3 separate regions of the Mus musculus genome follow, and all the other regions are linked to region 2. The links are chromatin contacts, called in public promoter capture Hi-C maps. All regions are on one chromosome and are shown on one strand. The core of a region is the stretch at or near the end of the contact, and the rest is flanking DNA. Distances in the headings are between cores, read along the strand shown.

What was found. Promoter capture Hi-C pulls out the DNA fragments that hold promoters and counts their contacts. Capture Hi-C pulls out chosen DNA fragments and counts their contacts.
Region 1: a promoter capture Hi-C map of fetal liver shows a contact between it and region 2, with 3 times the contacts expected there. The contact joins the promoter of Secisbp2l here to the promoter of Cep152 in region 2. A contact is called at or near these places in 17 of 39 promoter capture datasets (3T3-L1-derived adipocytes, the C10 cell line, the HPC-7 cell line and 10 more), 6 of 484 Hi-C or Micro-C datasets (B cells, the G1E-ER4 cell line, embryonic stem cells and 2 more), 5 of 115 datasets of contacts at active chromatin or transcription factors (the SCID.adh cell line, effector CD8 T cells, embryonic stem cells and 2 more) and 3 of 9 other capture datasets (adipose tissue, liver and pancreatic islet).
Region 3: a contact with region 2 is called in a promoter capture Hi-C map of liver. The contact joins the promoter of Cops2 here to the promoter of Cep152 in region 2. A contact is called at or near these places in 11 of 39 promoter capture datasets (the C10 cell line, cranial neural crest, erythroid cells and 7 more), 1 of 15 datasets of contacts at CTCF or cohesin (pro-B cells), 10 of 484 Hi-C or Micro-C datasets (CD4 T cells, the G1E-ER4 cell line, embryonic stem cells and 4 more), 11 of 115 datasets of contacts at active chromatin or transcription factors (the SCID.adh cell line, bone marrow-derived macrophages, effector CD8 T cells and 5 more) and 4 of 9 other capture datasets (adipose tissue, liver, macrophages and 1 more).

What each region holds. Positions count from the first base shown.
Region 1 is chr2:125,781,492-125,784,191 of GRCm38.p6, reverse strand. It overlaps Secisbp2l (SECIS binding protein 2-like), which reads left to right and starts at 1,322. Exons shown (of 18, transcript NM_177608.3): 1 at 1,322-1,593. The coding sequence starts at 1,570.
Region 2 is chr2:125,623,805-125,626,504 of GRCm38.p6, reverse strand. It overlaps Cep152 (centrosomal protein 152), which reads left to right and starts at 1,392. Exons shown (of 28, transcript NM_001081091.1): 1 at 1,392-1,629.
Region 3 is chr2:125,857,754-125,860,453 of GRCm38.p6, reverse strand. Cops2 (COP9 signalosome subunit 2) reads left to right here and starts at 1,372. Exons shown (of 13, transcript NM_009939.3): 1 at 1,372-1,518. The coding sequence starts at 1,465. It also overlaps a transcript of Galk2 not described here.

The DNA of each region.
Region 1 (2,700 bases), core at 73-2,572, 160 kb before region 2:
GAAAACCTCAAATACCGTACTGCATTAATGACTTTTTAACTCAGGCTGGGTGTCTTGCAGCTAAAGACCACCGGTAGGGGCACAGCTCATCTCATCTTGCTGTCAGAAAGGAGGGTGAGCCGCTGTGGCTTATGTAACTGCCCTGTATAAATAGCTTTGCTTTGTGGATCAGCCTTAAATTTCTTCTGCAGCCATTGAATCCTGAGCAAGGGTTTGTAATAGACTCTAAGGAATCTGACATTACACAGCTCACACATTTTCAACACAAATGCATGTGCAACTGAAATAAAAGTGTGCATACAGTGGAAAAACAAAACCAAATGCACGAAACTCTCATGTACAGGCATAAGTGTTTCTCCATCATGTGGTTTGCAGACCAGCCTTCATATGTCCTGTAGACAAAATGCATTCATTTAAGCTGGCAGAAATACAGCTTCCACACTAACATAGCCAGGATCTTTACAGACCACTCTCTCCTTACAGACTTGGATTAACTGAAAAGGCTTTATGAACATCTCCCAAAGCGTGATGACGAAGCAGATTTCTTAGATATCCTTTTCCCTTTTCCAGACATAGATCCCCTGGCCAGTGACCCTAACAGCAGCCAACTCTACTCTCTTTCTTCACTGAAGTATATATAATTCAGCTGACCGACGTTATCAAGCCAGAACTCTTGTGGAGAGCTTGTGTGTGTTGGAGGCTGTCTAACTCCCCAGAGGGAATCTACCAGTAGGGTTTAGTTTCAAGGCAAACTCTAGTCTTTAAGGAGCTGATGACCTGGAGATTAAAAGGAACAATTCTTAACCATATGGGGAAAGCAGAGGAGAAGATAATCTCTTCTTGGGTAGTTATGCAGGTTTTGGGTAAAAATAGGGTTCGAAATGGGCAAAATCAGCCTGGAGTTGAGGCTAGATGTGAGTCTGGAACCGGGACAATAACATTAATTAATCATTATTTGTGGAGATTTTTTAACAGGGCTTCTTACCTATGGCTGCTACTCTGTGTATGCAATTTATTTGTGCAATTTTCAAAGGGCAAGATTGTTCGTTCTTTTCATTCTTTTAGAGTACTGACAGGATCACAGGACTAGTGAGCAGCTACAAGCTCTTCCAATATCCTGAGTAGGTTTTGCCTTCTGAGCAGTCTCTGAGGTCCCGGCAAAGTGAACACATGCGTCCTGAGTTCCAGGCAGCCCAACCTGCCTAGGTGGGAGTGGGAGGAGTAACCCAACCAGGCAGTGCCCCTGGCCTTGGCTGCCCGCTAGCCACCCCCCTCCCCCCGCCCCCGTCGCTCCTCGGCCATCCCCGCCCCTGCGTATCTCCATTTCCTACTGCGCCTCCGCCCTTTCGGTCCCGCTCGGCTTCCGTCCCAGATGATCCCTCCCCGGGGCGGCCGCCGCCTCCCCCGCCTTGAGCTGGAGCCGCCTCCCCAGCCAGTGGCGTAGCCGAGTCGGCGTCCGGCCGGCTGTGCGGAGTGGACCGAGCCCGGCGGGACCGAGCGGGGGGCCATGGAGAAAGCGGCCCGCGGCGCTGCGCACACCGACTAGAGCCGGCGCCTGTCGCCGGCGCCATGGACCGAGCGCCGGCCGAGCAGGTACGCAAGCGCCCGGGCTGCTCTCGGGCCTCCGGGCCGGCAGGCCGCCGAAGCTGAAAGGCCGGGGGAGGTGGACCGGCGGAGCTCAGCGGCGACAGCGTTGCCCTTGCAGCAGTCTGGAGTGTATTTCTTTTATGAAGAGACTACCGTGGTTTACCCTTGTTTTCCTGTCTAGTTACTTTGCAAATAATTATTCTTTTAAAATGGAGCAAGAGTTCAAGTTGAGTCCATATTCGTATTCGCACAGTAGTTCCATTAGTGGTCTGTTAGTGTTTTGATTGCATCGAATTCTTTCTGGAAGAGTTGGGAGGAAGGGCTAATGGCAGGGTGAAAAATAACTTAGAAGAATAGTGTCATGCTTCCTCCTCCTCCCCAGTATTTTACAGCTTCCCTGGAAACGACTTAATTTGACTGAGTGTGATTTTTGTTCGCTGTCAATTTCCCTCTACCAGGACCTTGGTCAGTTAGTCACATAGTTGAAAGGAGAACACTGGTGACTTGCCTGTTAGTTTTGCGAATAGTTAATTAACTCGAGTAAATGAGATACCATCTCCCAAGTTTCTGTTTATACATAGTTAACGACAGTTTTGGTTTTGAATCGCACACTTTTCAAGCCAAAACACAGCTTTCTAATTTTGAACACTTCGCCGTTTCTGTTGTTGATTCTTGTCGTATTGTCCATTCTATCCTAGACCTCTTATGAAAGATTTCTCCTCTCTCAGCACTTTCCACAGGACCTTACCACACAGATTTAAAAAGGAAAGCAAATCTTCCAGAGATTAGAAGTTTATTTTTATTAAAGAACACCAATTACCAAGAGAAAATTGATGTGGGACCACTTGGAAAATACACACTTCACTGTGGCCCGGAGTATTATGTTACAGTATGTAGTGAATTTATTAAAACATTGTTTTTGAGAGTAATTCTGAAAAAGGAACCTGAGATTTCCAGCCTTGACGAAGGAAAAGGAAATTTCCTTGCGCGTGTGTCTCTAATGAAAGGGTGGGATGTTTTTGTCCGTCCTGGGCACTCTGGAAGCACTAATGCATATGTATACTCACTTATGTCTCCTTTCATCTTAGAGGAAATGTAATTACCTGGTTAGAT
Region 2 (2,700 bases), core at 143-2,642:
CACTATTGCATCGTAGACCTCAGCATGGGGCACTGGACATATCTTTCTCATTAGCCGATACTTGGATCACCTTCGACAAGTGCCATTTCCCCGAAGGCCTTTCATTAGTCTTTTCTTGACCAACATCTTCATTTGCCCATTCCTTCATTTATTCACTAATGAGTTAACACAGTTGTTTTGAGTGCCTAGCATGGGCCATGAAACATGAAGACAAATGCTCAAGTGAATACCCCCAAGACGTTCATATTGTTCTACCAGTGAAGCAGACACACGGTAACAGATCGTAGTAGAAGAGAAATCCATCTTCTCTTGGGGTCGGTATGCACCCTGTGTACAGTGGTAGGGAGATCCAGTTCCACTGAGTGACGTCATGTGTTTCGAGGGCTGAGTGGGTGAGAGGTGGGGCAATTGACTCGAAAAGCAGCCCAGGAGATGGGGTGGGAGGAGGGGAAACAGGAGCCATCCCAGAACTATTGGTAGTGCAGCCTTGTGACTTGGTTCTGTTTCTCTCACTCAAGCTCTTATTCTGTATCAGACCCCTAGCTGAGGGTCAATGTCAGCCGTACAAGGATAGGATGCAGGTGGCAGACTTAGCAAACAGCCAGATTTGGAAGAGCCTTGGACAAGTATCTTACTCCACACGGTACACAGGGGAAAGATTTAAAAAGATGTGGGCATCCAAGTCACCAAGTTCTTGGCATGCACTAGAGCCCTTCTTACCAAAGAAGCCAGAGACAGCAACTGTTCCAGAACTCAGGTCTCGAACATGCCAGGTCCAGCCACCCTCAACAAGCCAATCAAGAGACACACATTAAAATTGAACAGCCAAAGTGATATTTATCCATTGTGTTTGCGATCTCCAAGTTCGATGATATAATGGGATTTAACGACAGGCTAACATCTAAGAACATTCGCGGAAATTCGAGTTTTAGGGAGGAGGCACCTGGGAGCTCCTCCAGTTTTATCAGTAAAGAAACACAAATCTTAACCAGCCAAGTCTGAAGATGATGCCAAATTTAACAACGACCAGGGCTGGCAGTGGCACTTCAGAGAGCAAAAAGGGCCATTGGATGAAACTTAGACGTGTAAGGGGAAAAAAAGGAATGTCCTAGCTAACCTCTGGGAGGGCAAACAGTCCGCCGTATCTAAGCAACCGTAGTCCTCTAGGAGGCTTTTGTGATTGGCTCACTATTTCCCCAATGGAGGCTCCGGGAAGCTTCCCGCCGCCACTGGCGCCCTCTTCGAACAGCCGCGCTCTTGCAACTGCGGGCGACTTCTCAACCGACCTTGTGGGAGGCGGGTTTTCCGCCCCATAGCTCCGCCCAGCCGTCAGGCCCATCGAGCAGCGGCGGCGATTGGAGGAGGCGGCTGCTCGTCGAGTGGCGGGGTTCGCGGGCTAGGGTGTAACCGGGAAGGTGCTCGCGGCTGGAAGTCAGGGCAGCGGGTTGCGGGTTGCGGGAGGTGACTGCGGTCTCCCGGCCAGGCTGGCGGCTGCGGGATCGGGACCCGCGTTCGAGTCTCCTACACCGGGGCTGTGCTTGCTGGCTCCCTTCTCGATCTTCAGCCTGGGCGTCCCATCGGCAGACCTGTGCGCGCCCGTGGTTCTTGGACCCCGGGCCCAGTTCTTTGGTAAGGGCGCTGCGTGAGTACACCCAGTCGAGGGGGCTTCCTGTATTTTGGGGTTACTGTCTTCTGCTCACCTTGGTTTTCCATGCTGCTATCGGTACTACCGAGCTCAAGAGATTGTCATTGCCCCCTCCCTCCGTACTCTTTGTAGTAGGAACAGGATTTGGAAAGTGTCTAAAATAGACTGTTGCGTTCTGGCTGTTTCCACCCTGTAAGAGAAGTTAGTGTGTAAGCTAGTGCGTGCAGTTTTCTAACTCCCAGGGCAATTACATTTAGTCCATCTTGTAGTCATGCATTTTTCAGTGTGATTTAAGCTGAATTTCACTTCGTAGCTTCACAATTCTTGATTGTTTGCATGTAAATAAAGGCTGAAGTTTGAAGCCACAAGCAAAGGATATAAGCCATGCGCTCTGGAAGTGGCCAGAATGCACTTTGGATGGAGCAGGCATCTAGAGGAGGGCGGAGTCCTTATCCGGGAGTTGTAAGGTTTCCCACACCTATGATGTTTTCACCGTTTCATTACTAAAGAAACGGAAGCAGTTACGATTGCACAGCTGCCAGAGCTGAGGATCTTCAGTTCTTAATTGCTTACAGCCATATTACATCCTTTGGGATGCAAACAAACAAACAAACAAACAATTTGGAATGTAAACAAATAAAAAGAGATCTGCCTAAAGACCCTATCTACTCCGGTGGGAGTAGATAATAGTTTCAGCAGTTAAGAGATTGTCAATGCTCTTGCAAGAGGCTGTGAGTTCATTTCTTGCACCCAAATTGTATAGGTCACAACTACGTGTGACTCCGGCTCCAGGGGAATCCTAAGGCCTGTGACCCAATGGATATATTCACTCATAATGATGATGATGATGATAAATATTTTTGGAAAGGAAAATATACACTAAAGTTTGCTCACAAAACAAGTAAATATTTTTCCCTCTATGTGAGGGGGTGGAAGGGGGTGACCAAAAACTACCAGGGACAGTGCTGACAAGTATTGTCAGACAAGTATTGACAAGCTGGGTCAGAGGTGTAAGAGAAGACAGCTGTGCTTCTTGTATTCTTGTAGTGGGGTTA
Region 3 (2,700 bases), core at 123-2,622, 230 kb before region 2:
TAGAAAAGGCTATTAGTAAAACTGTGTGGTTATAAGAAAGGTGATATTATTGCTAGAAAACTGTGACCAAAATGATGTTTCCTTGAATGGTTACTTCTTTAAGCCATCTGAAATTCCTTCTTCTAATATTTTCCTAAGTAACAATTAGGTGTTAGGCTAGAGGGATAGCCCAGCAATAGAACATTTACCTAACACACACAAGGCTAAGTTCTTCCCCCAGCTCAAAACATAAAAAAAGAAAAAAAAATCAATGTTAATGATATACAATGCAAAATCGTTTGAAGACTTATTTTTTAACATTCTGAATGTACAGCTATAAATTGTGTTCACAGTGTTTTCAATATAAAAATAATACAATCGTTGACCTTAACGTCTTCTGACAAGATTTTTAGAACCAAGCAATTTCTGGCTTAGAAACAAAACCAAAAGTATCCTGTTCTCCAGTGGATTCAGAGAAAAGCTGGTAATGACATCAGGTACAACTTCAGAAGTCACTGGAGCACAGCCAAGCGGGGTCTGTAAGGATTCAACCCGAAGGTGTGAATGTTAATGCTGAACTGTGCTCAACATCAGCTGTGCATGATGAAGATAAAATCAGGTAATTTTGTTTGATTTGGTTTTGTTTTTTTGTTTTTACCTTTGGTAATTTGGGCATGTTTAATTCATCTGTATAGATAACAATTGGGCCTAAATTCTAACCTATATCTACTTTATAACTTTATAGCATTTGTGTACAGAATTTGGAAGGTTTCTCCAAAAAGGGGGATTGCCTTATTTCCACATTTTTCTTCACTCTGAACTCTAATGGTTTTCTGCGACAATGCATTTTTAAAAAATCTGTCACCAACTGTTACTTTCATTTCATCCTAAAAGCAGTTAATGCACGTTTGTGATTCATTAAATAATTGAACAATTGATTAGTGCATATCCAAACCGGGATATCCACAGAACTGTTTTTGTTAACTACAAACATAACTTTACTAGACAATTGTGTTGCTGTAAATACACCACTGTAAAAACACCACTACAGGGTGTTGAAAGAAAACACATAGATAACAATGGTAGAGGCACGCTACCTTTCAGATAGGTCGGGCATGTTTCATTAGAAACAGACGGTTCCAGAGTCCCAGGCAAGGAAGGAGACAGTTCCCTCACCTAGGACGCTGGATACAGCTAGAAGGTTTTCGAAGCCCCTCAGATAGGACCCGCAACGCCCGATTTCGTAGTTGCTACGCTTAGTTGCTAAGACACAAACTGTCGCTCAGGAAGAGCCGGCTGTGCCCTCCCTTTGGGAGCCGTAGTAAATCATCTCAGGGTCGAGCGCTTTAGTTCCGGAATGAGCTTTATCTTCTCCTGGAGAGACCGGAAGACGAGGAGACTCGGGAGTGACGCTTCTGGGCCGCGGAGCACTGTGGGAGGAGGCTGTCTCTAATTTCTCCTCTCCCCCTCCCCCCTCCGGCCAAGATGTCTGACATGGAGGATGATTTCATGTGCGATGATGAGGAGGACTACGACCTGGTGAGGCGCAGGGAGCGGGCGGGGGCTGGAAGTGGGATGTGGCGGTGGTGCCAAGGCCGAGAGGCTGCAGCTCCCTCCCGGGGCTCGTCGGCCCGGTTCCGCCCTGCCCAGGGACAGGTTTCCCTCCTCGCCTGGCGTCGCGGGCCTGTGGGGCCTGGGAAGAGAGGGAGAGAGGCGGCGGGGCCGCCCTGGACGCTGGGCCCAGGGATAGCGCGGGTGACTGGCCGCGGCCGGTTCTCGGCGCCTCTCTGCCCGCCACCGAGCCTCCACGGCCCGGCGCTTAGGTCTGGGCCCTAGGGGGCCCATCTCTTCTCCACTCTGGACCTGAGCCGGTGCCAGATGCTGGAAGAGTGAAAACTGGAAGAGGGGGGTGGTCCATCCTGCTCCCAGACCTGACTGCGAAACTCGGGAGTCTCCCCCAAAACAGCCTAAGAGTCTCGCCCAGGGTCAGTTTGGGTCCCAGGTTAAGGCTCAGAGCAAGAGTAGGAGGAGTAGTTAAACGACTCGTCCCGTCCTCTAAAACATGACAAGCTCCGAAGAAAGATTTGCTTTTTGTTTGGTTGGACTGGGGAAAGGTAGGGGTTAAGGGAATTGGAACCAATGATCTTTTTCCTTGATTTAAGAAATTTCCCAGCATCCGTGTTTGAATCATCAATGGCATAAAAGTAAACAAACTTGCCTAGTTTGATTGGTGATTTCTTTTCCATTTAAGGTTTAATTGTGAATGGATTTACAGGTTTTAAACTGTACCCCATGATTTATGTTGATAGTCCAAAACGCATGCCTGTGTAAGAACTAAGAAAATTATCTTGATCCCAAAATTAGTGTCAGTTTTGTTTCTTAATTGGGAAGCAATTGTTCGGTTTTTAGAAAAATCCGATGATAGTGCAAGCTGTGGTGTACATGCTTGGAGAAGTCTGGGTCGTCTTTTTTCTTTTCTTTTCTTTTCTTTTTTTAATTTTGAGGTTTATTTATTTTATGTATATGAGTACACTGTCTTCAGGCACACCAGAAGAGGGCACCAGATCCCATTACAGATGATTGTGAGCCACATGTGGTTGCTGGGAATTGAACTCAGGACCTCTGGAAGAGCAGTCAGTGCTCTCAACCTCTGAGCCATCTCTCCAGGCCCTCTTTTCTTTTAAGTGTCACATTCTCAAAGCATTAATATTTTTATTTTGA